Regions from separate parts of the Mus musculus genome. Here region 1 is linked to region 2. A link is a contact called in public Hi-C data. All regions are on one chromosome and are shown on one strand. Each heading gives the region's core, a stretch centred on a gene start, on an enhancer-like site or on the middle of the called end of the contact. The rest is flanking DNA. Distances are from core to core; before and after follow the strand shown.

The links. Hi-C and Micro-C count contacts between places; a contact is called where the count stands out from the background.
Region 1: a Hi-C map of Th17 cells shows a contact between it and region 2, with 2.4 times the contacts expected there. The contact joins the enhancer-like site here to the promoter of 4930459C07Rik in region 2. A contact is called at or near these places in 2 of 15 datasets of contacts at CTCF or cohesin (the NIH/3T3 cell line and pro-B cells), 9 of 484 Hi-C or Micro-C datasets (Th17 cells, bone marrow-derived macrophages, cerebellar granule neurons and 6 more), 3 of 115 datasets of contacts at active chromatin or transcription factors (a beta-TC-6 cell line, memory CD8 T cells and regulatory T cells) and 1 of 9 other capture datasets (embryonic stem cells).

Annotation. Positions count from the first base shown.
Region 1 is chr10:96,515,263-96,520,802 of GRCm38.p6, forward strand. No RefSeq gene overlaps it. Among named protein-coding and RNA genes, the nearest start is that of Gm33843, 81 kb to the right of the region's middle. Within about 2 kb of position 4,284, at least 8 of the 459 cell types and tissues checked have an H3K27ac peak or open chromatin away from gene starts, as enhancers often do. A contact at or near this core is called in Th17 cells, memory CD8 T cells and regulatory T cells, where this site is marked.
Region 2 is chr10:96,224,399-96,230,396 of GRCm38.p6, forward strand. It overlaps 4930459C07Rik (RIKEN cDNA 4930459C07 gene), which reads left to right and starts at 1,809. Exons shown (of 3, transcript NR_110448.1): 1 at 1,809-2,212. It overlaps Gm40747 (a long non-coding RNA gene), which reads right to left. Exons shown (of 3, transcript XR_001779846.2): 3 at 1,934-2,292.

The DNA.
Region 1 (5,540 bases), core at 3,034-5,533, 290 kb after region 2:
AACATGCATCTGATAGTCAGTGTTTACCCTGAATGTCACGATGCTGGAATGTGATTCCTTCAGTCTGGAGCTCCTATAATCATCACATGCATTCTTATCGGCTTCCCCATCTCAGGCTTCACCTCCCCTTTGGAAGGGGAGTGTCTATGTTCAGTATTTTCCAATTTATTGCTTTTTGATGATAAAGATGAAAGCACAGGGGGATTGGAGAACTCTTGCTCATTTCTGTCACACATTAACAATGTGCCACCGACTCTAAGTGGATACGCTTTTCTCTTATTGCCTTTGAAATAGCCCTTTTAAAGTTCTTGGCATCTTGATGAAGTCTGACCTGCCCTCAACATTTCTCACTGCACTAGTGTGTTTAACAACAATGGAACCGCTTGGCTTTAGCTACTGTGAATATCTAGGTGATTCATTCAAACCAGTTTTTGTGGCCCCAAAGGACAGGACCTTCCCACACTCAGGCCCTTGTCCCTGCTGAGGCAATTCAGGTGATAACCTGCAATCTCCAGTTGCCTCTGAGGCAATCAGGTAGGACTGGTTGAGTAGCCTCTTTCCAGTCCTCCAAGGACCCACCACACCCTTATTTAAAGACAATTTAGAAAATCGGGATGGTGATGAATGCGATAATTGCCGGTGTGCAAATTACACCCATTTCTATACAGCTATTGCCAAATCCCAGGGTGTTTGGATTTAAAACTAAAAAATAAAAAGCTTACAGGCATAATGTCACTCACATGCCCGATACACTGAGTGCTCTCTTCAATGTGGTAAAAAATGAAAGTGATAAGTCTGATTTCTCACAGGAAAGCACTCAGAGATTAAATGATAACTCTGAAATGATCTAACACCCAGGCCACTGGCTGGGCAGAGGCAGAAGCCCAGGGCAAGTCACCCTGTGTGAACTTTAAATTGTAAGGACGAACATCATTTGCATTCAATTAAAGAGATTATAAAAGTCTTCCCACATTTTATTTGATCTTCACAGTGCAATGCCAGGACATCCCACAAAAAGATTTTGTTCCTTCCTCAGCATATGGGGGTGAAGTCAACCTCTTAATTTTGAAGCCACATTGCTCTGGGTCTTCAAAGATGCAGAAGCCAGGGTGGCATTGAGTGTTTAAGGATTTGGAGGTTGGGGGAACGCCTATTGGACATCCTGAGGGAGGAGACCAGGAAAGGCTGAGAGAGTCACCATGGTGACTCATGCATGGTCCCCAGTAAAGGAGAAAAGATGGGAAGGTTGGTGTCCAATGCTACAGGGAAGTCTAAATGACCTTTTGTTAGGGTCCTGAGGTCTTAAGGCAAAGCTGATCTAGAAATGAACAGGCCAGAGCTTCCAAGCAATGGTCTCTATCAGGGCCTCTACTCAGAATGCTTTCCTATAGTTGGACACACATTTGGCAGAATGTCAAGGGTCCCTGCATTTCCGAGTTTTGCTTCACTGTAACTACCTCTATGTTTTTAGCAAGCTATTCTTCTTTCTTCTAGGGTTCATGTCTTCCTTTCACTCTTGATTTAATTTTTGAGACAGGGTCCCACTGTGCTAGCAGCACAGGCTACCAGCAAGCTCACCATCCTCCTGTCTCAGCCTCTGGAGTGCTGGGATGGCCAATGTGTCCGCAACACACCCATCTTATTTATTTGTAAAAGAGCAATGATGGTAACACCCACTCCATTGTGTAGGTTGAGATAATAGTGCATTACAGCTTTCTTTGAGTCACAGTGGGTCCTCTGTGAACCAAAAGTTTCAAAACCTATCTATGCATTGGCAAGACTACTGGGCCGACTTCTGCAATAAAGGGTAATGTTTCCTAATCTTATTCATTAAAAATGATTAAATCTTGAAGTATTTTTCTTTTGTCTGTTTAGTGTACATCTATTTTTAAAGAAAAACTGAATGACAACGATCAGGAAACCCATAAACAACAAAGGTACTCTAGGTTGGAAATAAAACAAACAGAATCTCAGAAACCTGAGACTGGACGAATGCCCTAATGTTTTTGTGAGTAAAGTGTTCGAAGCAGAGGAGAAAGTTTGGGAGTGAAAAAGCACCAAATATAATGGATACAAACATCTAAACATCTGAAATTCGCAAAAGACACAAGGTCTCAAGGCTGTGTTAATCTGAAACCCTCTAAATGCAAAGCCACATCAAGGTAAATTACACTCAAACTTTTAAGTAAACACAGATAACATCTAGAAAACAGTGCAAGAAACAACACTTTACCTGTAAGAGAAAAGACATGCATGGAAAATCCTGGATTTCTCATATTAAAAGCCACAAAACATAGCGTGACATGGCATGGGGCTGGAGAGAGGGCTTATCAGTTAAGAGCATGTGTTCTCTTGCAGAGGACCCAGGTTTGGGTCCCAGCATCCACATACTGGCTCCCAACCACAACTGGGATGTCAATCCCAGTTCCATGAGATTTGACTTGTGACCTCCCTGGGCACAAGGAACTCAAGTGGGACATGTACAAACACACAAACAAAATATTCACATACATGAAAACCAGAAATGGATACTGTCAGGTTGGAAGGCCTTGTGGCTAAATATCCTTGAGACTTGGGTAGGTCTGTTCCTGCTGTTTCAGAAGCTAAGGCATCAGGAGACTTTTCCCATTGCCACATAAGTGTGCAGTAGATCCTCAAGGGAGAAAAATATCATAGCATTTAGCATATGGTTTTGCATCCCCCTCCCTTTTTTTTTTTTTTTTCCTCCTCTGGAGAATCATCGGAAGAAATTTACACCAAAAGATCTGTTTCACCATGATTTGGGACATGAAAAGGGATTACTGTACCCCCAACTCATAAATATTCATGAAAACTTAAAAAAAAATCTGTAATGCAAAAAACCCCTCAGGGTGGCTCCCCAGGGGGCTTCCCAGCAACCCACTCCAATCTCTCTTTAGATGGAATATTTTGTTTTTCTTTGCAAAACAAACTGCTTCTCTGTACTAAATTCTTTTCTTCCAGAAGACAAAAATGGAGACCTGATAACAAGAGGAAATGCTGCAATGCTTTTCAAGTATGGAAAAATGACTGATGCAGAATTGTATAGCTAGGCAACATATCCTTTAGGAATGGGCGGGGGGGGGGGGGGGGGAAATCAAGAGATTCTGAAATGTAGGAAAAACTAAGAAAAATTGCCAGCAGCAAGCCTTCTGTAAAAGAGTGTCTTGAGAAAAGTCTCCAAACCAAAAGGAAATGATAAAAATGTAGACCTTGAAGTGTTGGGAAAGAAAACAATATCTTTTAAGAGAAGCAAAATATTACTCTTGAGTTCTCTAAAATACGTTTGATGGTTACAGAAAAAGTGTAACTGTCTCATATCATCCTAGGCCTGCGCTGAGGAAATGTTTAATTTAAAATATATAAAACAGATGAGTCACAAAGGAAGAAGAAAACATTCAGAATTTCCAGCATACTCCCAGAAGTTGTACGTGGTCTTTGCAAGTTGGCAGGCTACAAAAATGTACAGCAAAAGGACTTAATGGGGACTGCGTATGTGATTCATGAACGCCAAGATTAAAACTGAAACATCATTTGCAATCTATTAAAAATAACGTTGCTGGGTATGCACAACTCGTGTTCTGAAAAGCAAAATGCTGAGGAAGGCTGTCAGAAGAGACCCAATTAGATGGAGAGACACAGCTTACATACGTATGTACTACCTGATTGTGCGTTACAGTAAGGATGTCAGTTCTCCCAAACCAACAAAGGCACAGATCTCATGGCATTCCTATCAAAATCCAAGCAACAGCTCTGTAGATGTAGAAAAGGTTTTTTTTCTAAACTTTACATGGAATGGTATAAGAACGTGGGAAGTAAACCAATTTTAAAAAGAACGTTCAAATCAGAAAAATAATCTACTTGATTTTAAGATGTCATAAGGCAAAAAAAAGACTGTGGCACTGGCTGGTCAAAGAACATGTAGATCAATCGAACAAACCAAAAAAAGCCAGAAATAGAACCTTGAAAAGAAAAGCCCCAGGAGCTTTGATTGAGGCACTGAGCAAGTCTCCTGAATCAAAGACATCGTTCTCCGCAAGGGTACTGGAGAGACTCAACACCCATGGGTAGAAATTCAGACTGTTGCCTAACTCTCATGCTTAAGGATTAACTTGAAATACGTAATAAATGTGTATGCAAAACAAGAGCTTGTACAACCTTCAGGCAGATGCATAGCAAAGAAACTTCAAGATCTTGGTTTAGGTGAAGAGTTGTCAGATGGGAAACCAAAAGGAAACCTCACAGTCATCGGCAAAGGCAAACCAAGAGCCTGGAGCCAGGCAGATCAGCACACTCATGTAAGCCCAGCTTTCAGAGAGTGGAGGCAGAACAATTACGTTCCAAAGCCAGCCTGTTCTACTTAGTGAGACCAGATGCTGTCTCAGAAAGAAAAGCAGGGAACAGGGAGGGAATTGAACCTAACAAAAATGTAAGCCTTTACTTCTTCTATAGAAAGCCTGTCGTGGAATGGAAAACAGAAAACAACAACAAAACAAAAACATGAAGATGTGGAGAAAGTAGCTGCAAATCACTTAGTCAACAGCAGACCTGGATAAAGAATGTTTGAAATGTAACAGCAAAACCAGTTCAGAGATGCACACCTGTAATCTCAGCTCTGTGGAGGCTGAGGTGGGAAGATTGTGAGTTTGGAGCCAATTTTGAGAACATAGGGAGAAAGAGAGACACAGACAGAGACACAGAGAGAGAGAGGGAGAGAGAAAGAGAGAGAAGGAGGAGGAGGAGGAGGAGGAGGAGGAGGAGGAGAAGAAGAAGAAGAAGAAGAAGAAGAAGAAGAAGAAGAAGAAGAAGAAGAAGAAGAAGAAGAAGAAGAAGAAGAAGAAGAAGAAGAAGCAGCAGCAGCAGCAGCAGCAGCAGCAGCAGCTCCCAGTTTAAGTAGCATGTGGGCAAAAGATATAAAGAAATATTTCACTGAGAAAAATATGAAATAGTAATTAAGCATATGGAAAAAACCCATGAAATTGGAATCTCTGTGAAGTCCCTATGTTAACAATGTAACAGTTTGTAAAACACAGCATTCTGGGAAACAAATAGACCGACCTTACTGGTCCTGGTGTTGAATGTGTACTCTGCAAAGCCTTTGGTGTATGCTATCACGTTGCCTGCAGACAGCCCTTTGAGAAAAGAATGGTAAAGAAACACAGTCAACATTTTCTGGCTAAATGATAACTGACTGCATCCTGGATGGTTGAATAGCTGGGAAAAGAATCAGTAGATCAAGAAAAACAATATAAAGCATTTTAGGTCACAGCACCTTTAGAAGCATGAGGCCAAGGGAGCCTATTTTAAATTCCATCACATTACAAGTTTAAAGATATCAGGCTAGGGCAGAAAGGTCCAAGAAAGCAAAAGACCCAAAAAACAAAAACAAACAACAACAACAAAAAATAAAAACAAATGAGTTATGTCTTAATTATGGGCACGAATGTCAGGACATACACATGGCTCAGTAGGTCAAGAATTGAGTTCAGATCCCAAGATCCATGTAAAAATCTGGAGTCCTT
Region 2 (5,998 bases), core at 559-3,058:
GACAAGTCAAAGGAAAGTCTTTCTACCTCTCCTGCATTGCTTAGATGAAAACACAAAAGTCGAGGTGGGGTAGAGGTGGGAGGAACGAACACCCTGGCACGCTGCTCAACGCTCTAATTATTTTAATACAGGATGAGAAAATACTCTTTGAGAAGACATACAGCATTGAATCCATTAGTATTTAGGCACTGTCGAGAAAACTCTACATGGTTGTGTTTTGAATAAGCGCATCTACCAAGTTAGTACCTCTCTTGTCTGCCTTGTCTTTGAGTTTCTCAACCATTGTGGAAATTTGGTGTCTTATTTGCTTCAATTCATAAGACCCAGGTAGAATGGGTTCTTAATTTCTATCTAACTCTCCCTTCTCTTCCACCCACTGTCTCATGTCTACATGGTTTTTCATTATGACCCTAAGTGAAGTTTTGATGGCACTGTAGACATTCATCTGTCCAGGCAATTCTTTGAGCTTGTCCTGGAGGTCTTTGTTTAGCTTTTTTTGCCTTGCTGTGGATCGGATCATAAACCTGGCCAATGTCTAGAGTCTGCAAGAAGTGTAACCAATATGTGTGTGTGTGTGTATACACATATATCCTAGCCATGACCCCAGTGCCTTTCTCTGGTCCCCTACCTTAAGCACACATTCTTGTTCCTGTTGCCCTTGTTAAATTCTTTTTTTTTGTACCCAGAGTGTGGATTTATGTGTTTTGGGCTTTTCCTCATATTAGATTTTTTTTCTCATTCATGTATTGGGAATGCCTTCATGTAGCATAATGAAAGTGAAACACGATTCTCAACTGAGAATGTACTCTAATATCTTAGGAAGCTCTAAGGCGTGCTCTTGAAAATGTTCCTTTATTGCAGTGTAATTGGCATACAATGAACTGCATCGATTATGAGAGTCCAATTGTGAGCCCAATTATGAGGCTTTGTCTAGAAGCCCCTTCTTAGGGATGAGCCTGTCTTTCTGTCTTCAACCTGAACCTCTCAGGGGCATTGCCTTAACTCTCTTTAATTACTTGCCTTGTAAAAGTCCATTTCCAGTCCCTCTCAATCAGCCATCTATTTCCATTACTCACCTAAAATTGCTCTTTAAAACTTTCAGCTGCCGAATCCGGTGGGTATTTGTCTAGCCTTTTAAAAATGGAGATTCTTTTTGACATTTACCCCCATTGGCCAATCTGTTATTTATTTATTTATTTATTTATTTATTTATTTATTTGGAAAATTTAAACTTTCTCGGTATCCACTGCAACCACCTTCTGGCACTCTCTTACCACCGACGTGGTTGCTTCTCAGTGCCCATGTTCCGCTGGCTTACACTCTCTTTTGTTTATCCTCCTCGGCTATCTCTGTCTCTATACTGTCCCTACTACGTGAGCACCAGCACCCATTGGTTTAGTAGTATTAAATGCTTGTGAATGAGTTCAGCAAATTATTTCATCTTAAGCCTTCCTGATACTCAGATCCGTAAGCAGGGCTGATAGATGAAAAAAAAAAAAGTTCAATCAGCCAAGCAGATTAGCATAGTCAAGGGCTAAGTACTAACTTCTACAGAGCAGAGACCTCATCCTTTCCTAGACTCAACCCCTGGGGATTTCCCATGTGTTTCAGTGTATAGGCAGGTGGGGGTAGGGGTGGGGTCCTGCTCCCACAAAGTTATATTTCACCTCCACCTAATTAGACAATGACTATGGAAACCTTAACAAGGATACGCTTAGAAAGAGATAAATGCCTAAATGCCGCAAGGAAAGAATAGAATAGAACGGCCTAGAAAGCGATAGGAGGCTACGGGGTAGGGGGTGAGGGGTGGGGCGCTCCTTAGACAACATGGCGGGAGGGAGAAAGCGTCTCAGGGGTGAGGCACTCCAGCGCTTTGCTGGGCGGACACATGAAGCTTCCTTTCTCCCGCAGCTCTGTAGAAAAAGGCTCAACCGATCCCAACCATTCGAAGGAATCCGTTGGATGAGTGGGAGGCCTTGCGTTTATTAGACTCCCTCCAGTGTAGTCGGAACAAGTGTTCGTTTTACTTTCTTCAGTATTTGAGATGAGATAATCTCCTTCCTGACTTAAATTTTGTGCGTGCGTGCGAGAGAAACATCTGAATCGAGAGGGACTTAATGAGAAAAGCTTGGTCCCCTCCTTACCAACTGTAGCACCTTGAAGCCCTGCAAGTTTTCCAACATACAAGGAGGAGATCAAATCCACTTGCCTTGTAAGTGACATCCTGAGTGTTTATGGAGAAACTGGGTTCAGGGTACCGGGTTCTGGAAACCGATTCACGCAAAGATTTTTCTGGAAGGAGAAACAAACAGTAAAAAAGGAAACATCAACAAACGTGTGTCCAGAAGTGATAAACACTGTTCATAAAGAGGGGGTTGGAAAGTAATGGAAGAGATGAAACTTTAGAAAAAGAAGCATCTTCTAGGAGCAGATATTTTTATTTGGGGGTGGGGATTGTTGCAGTTCCCCCATTTATTTATTTATTTATTTATTATCATCATCATCATCATCATGTATAGACTGTTGCAGGCAATGGGTTTCAATATGACATTTCCATCAGAGCATTTAATGCATTTTGATCATATCTGCTTCTATTATTCTTTCTTATCCCCCCTCCATACCCATGTTCCTCTCCCTTTCACTTCCACGATCCATTTCCTTCCCCTGAACTTCATATGTGAGAGAACCCATGTGACTCCTGTCTTTGTGAGACTGGGCTGTTTCCGTTAACATGATACATTCTATCTATTTTTTCATGCAAATGACATGATGTTATTATTTTTCTCAGCTGTAAAAAGTCCCATTGTGTGTGTGTGTGTATCACAATGGCTATCTTTACCCATTAATTTGCAGATAGACAAGGAGGCTCATTCCTCAAGCCCGGCTGTTGTGAAGGGGGTTATGATAAACACGGATGTGCAGGTATCTTTACGGGGAGCTGGCTGATCCCCTTGGACAGAGCCCCGAGTGGTCCAGCTTGATCAGAAAGCCTTTCTATTTTTTAGTTTTCTGAGGAAAGATGATCCTCAGGTGGAGAGAGACATTTTCAGCCATGAGGAGAGTTAGGGAGAGATGGAACCTCGTATCTTCACAGAAGGTGGGGCTGGCCAGTTTGCCTAAAGCATGGCATGAAGGGGTGATCAATGAAGCCATTGCATCAAAGGCAAGGTCTCCTACACCATGGAAAGGAGCCGAAATATGTCCTCCATTCAGAGGGAAGCCAGGAAAAGCTTTGAATCATGGGAGCTTTGAATCATTTAGTGGAAGCAGCGACTGTTCTGTAGAAAACGAAAGCAAGGCTGTGTTTTAATCTGGCATGGTTTCTGATGCATACATGAATCAGACAAATATTTCTCAGGAAAAAGGAGTCATCAACCTATTGTACATATAAATGGATAGCTCTGGCCTTTACACGAGTTGTTTTCTTACTCCCCGAGAACAACACTACCCAGACGTGTAATGGATGTGGCTCATTGTCCCCAAGACCTGGGAACAAAATGTTTTTTCAAGGCAGAGGGCAGCAAGTCTGTTAACCAGAGGTATGGCCTGTTCAGCAAAATGATAATTTCCTGTTCTTGACTTTACTGTTTATATAATTTATACCTTTTTATAATCGAGTCACAAATATGAAATTTAGGCTAGAACACAAAGTTCTGTTGTTCTACAGACTCCGGTGTCAACAGAAAACTATTTTCTCCCGTGTTTTCATTGTTCTCAATAAACCAAAGTCTTAAAATGTCCGAGCTCAGTTCTTGTACTAGATATAAGATGGATAAAGAGTTTATGTGTCATGTGTTTAGTTTTGTTGTAGAAGAGGGAGGCTATGTTTAAGATAAGAGTCTTGCTGCCCTACAAGAGAAAGGATATGAAAACGAACCTGTTCCTAACTTTGTTCTTGATGGAGGAAGAGTACGTAGCAGGGGTTCCTTTGCCTAGACCATTTGGCTTCTTCATCGAAAGTCTCATAACCCTTTCACCCCCTAGGAATTACAATTTTTCATATGTTGTAAGGAAAAAGAACTAAAGAATTGCTACTGCTAAAGAGAATACAGAAATCCTTGGGTCTTGATTTTCACTGTTTTAGGTTTCTGCTTGAAGATGCTTGTTCTTAGAGAATGGATAATGCCAACCAGGGGAATTTCTGCTTGAGATTTTCAAATGTCCCAGCAGGTCACTTGACAGAAGCTTGTAGGAAGCATTTTGGGAGGAGCATGGGCTTTGAAGTCAACCTGGATCTTTGAGTCCTGTCCCCCAGAGTCTTGCTATGTGGCTTTCCACAAGTCACAAAAGTCTTTGTACAGGAAATGAGAAGCCAGCAAAATTGCTGACTGTAAAGCACTTTGAAAATACTGGTCCCCTGTTTTGATGATCATTGTTGTTATTCTGTTGGCCAGTTTCTCCTTCTAAGAGTGAATTTACTTAACAAACTTGTTTGGGTTTCTGGTAGCATCTTTACTTTGGAAGAGCATGTTCTGATGACTTAAGCACACATCTAAAGTTTGGAAGAACGAAGGTCTTATTAGAAGGTTCTGGGACAGGTAGTCCAGGAAGCTTAACTATAGCTTATCTTGAATGAGCATCAATTCAGAGCTAAGGATTGCAGCAGTGTTCGAGGATGAATTCTGTTCTGGGATGGGGGGGGGGGTTGGGGGGGGGAGCAGGGGAGAGTCTTCACAGAAAGAGGTAACTCAGTGGCCTGCACAGAGACAAAACAGACTGAGAAAGACCCTGTCCCAGAAGTAGACCAGCCCCTGTGAGGGGGCAGGCACCAGGCAGAAGGATCTATCAGGAAGTAACCCCAGCAGGTACAGCATGCATCTGGTGAGCATGGCAGTAGCCAGCCAGCATGTCATTTTTCCAGCATAGCTATCAACAGAAAACTGAGAGAAGGAAGGAAGGGCAGGTCCCCACAGGCCTGGTGACAGGCACAGAAGAGAGTGATAATGATAATGCTCTGTAGCCAGGCAGCAGCTAATCCAGACCAGGAGGTCTGAGAAGGAGGGTCTTAGAGAGCTTTCTTACCATTATGCCCTACCTTAATCTCCACCCCCATCATCACCTTCTATACCAAACATGTACAGGCCATATACAAATACACACACACACACACACACACACACACACACACACACACACCCCTCAAACACACACAGCCCATACACAGTTACACACATACACCCCCACCTTTACCCCAAACACATACCCTCACTCCACACACCCACACACAACCCATACACAGATACACACACACTCATTGCCATCACAAACACTTACAATACACACACATACACACTTACCCCAAACACACACAACCCATACACAGATACACACACTCCCCACAAACACACACACACACAAAACATTTAAAGATACACACACATACACACACACACCCTCACCCCAAACTCACACAACTCATATACAAATATACACACATGTAAATAATATAAAGATACACACACTCACCCCAAATATACACAGCCCATACACACACATACCCCAAATACATATAACCCACATACAAATGCACTTGCACATACACACCATCACCCCAAACACACATAGTCCATACATACACACACTCACCCCAAACACATACAACCCATATACAAATGCACACACATATTCACCCAAACACACACACACACACACACACACACACACACACACACACTCTGTTAAAAGTTATAGCTACTTATCCAGCAAAGGCTCTAGAGTTAGAAGGCTCTAGTTTCAGCCCTGTTTCATCACTGAATATCCATGTGGTTTGAGCAAATCTCTCCAACCTTTTCTAGCACAGGGTCGCTGTAAACTCTTCAGCAGAGGGTTACTGTGAGGAGGAAATGCCATCACGTACAGGAGGTGAGACAGACATTCATTCCTGAGCCCGGAATGTACCGTCAGGTAGACTCACTGAGAAGGATGGATGAAAACAAAACCTAGAGTCTAGAGGGAAAATGGTTCCACAAAGAGATGCTCTTTTGGAGGAGGGACAAGC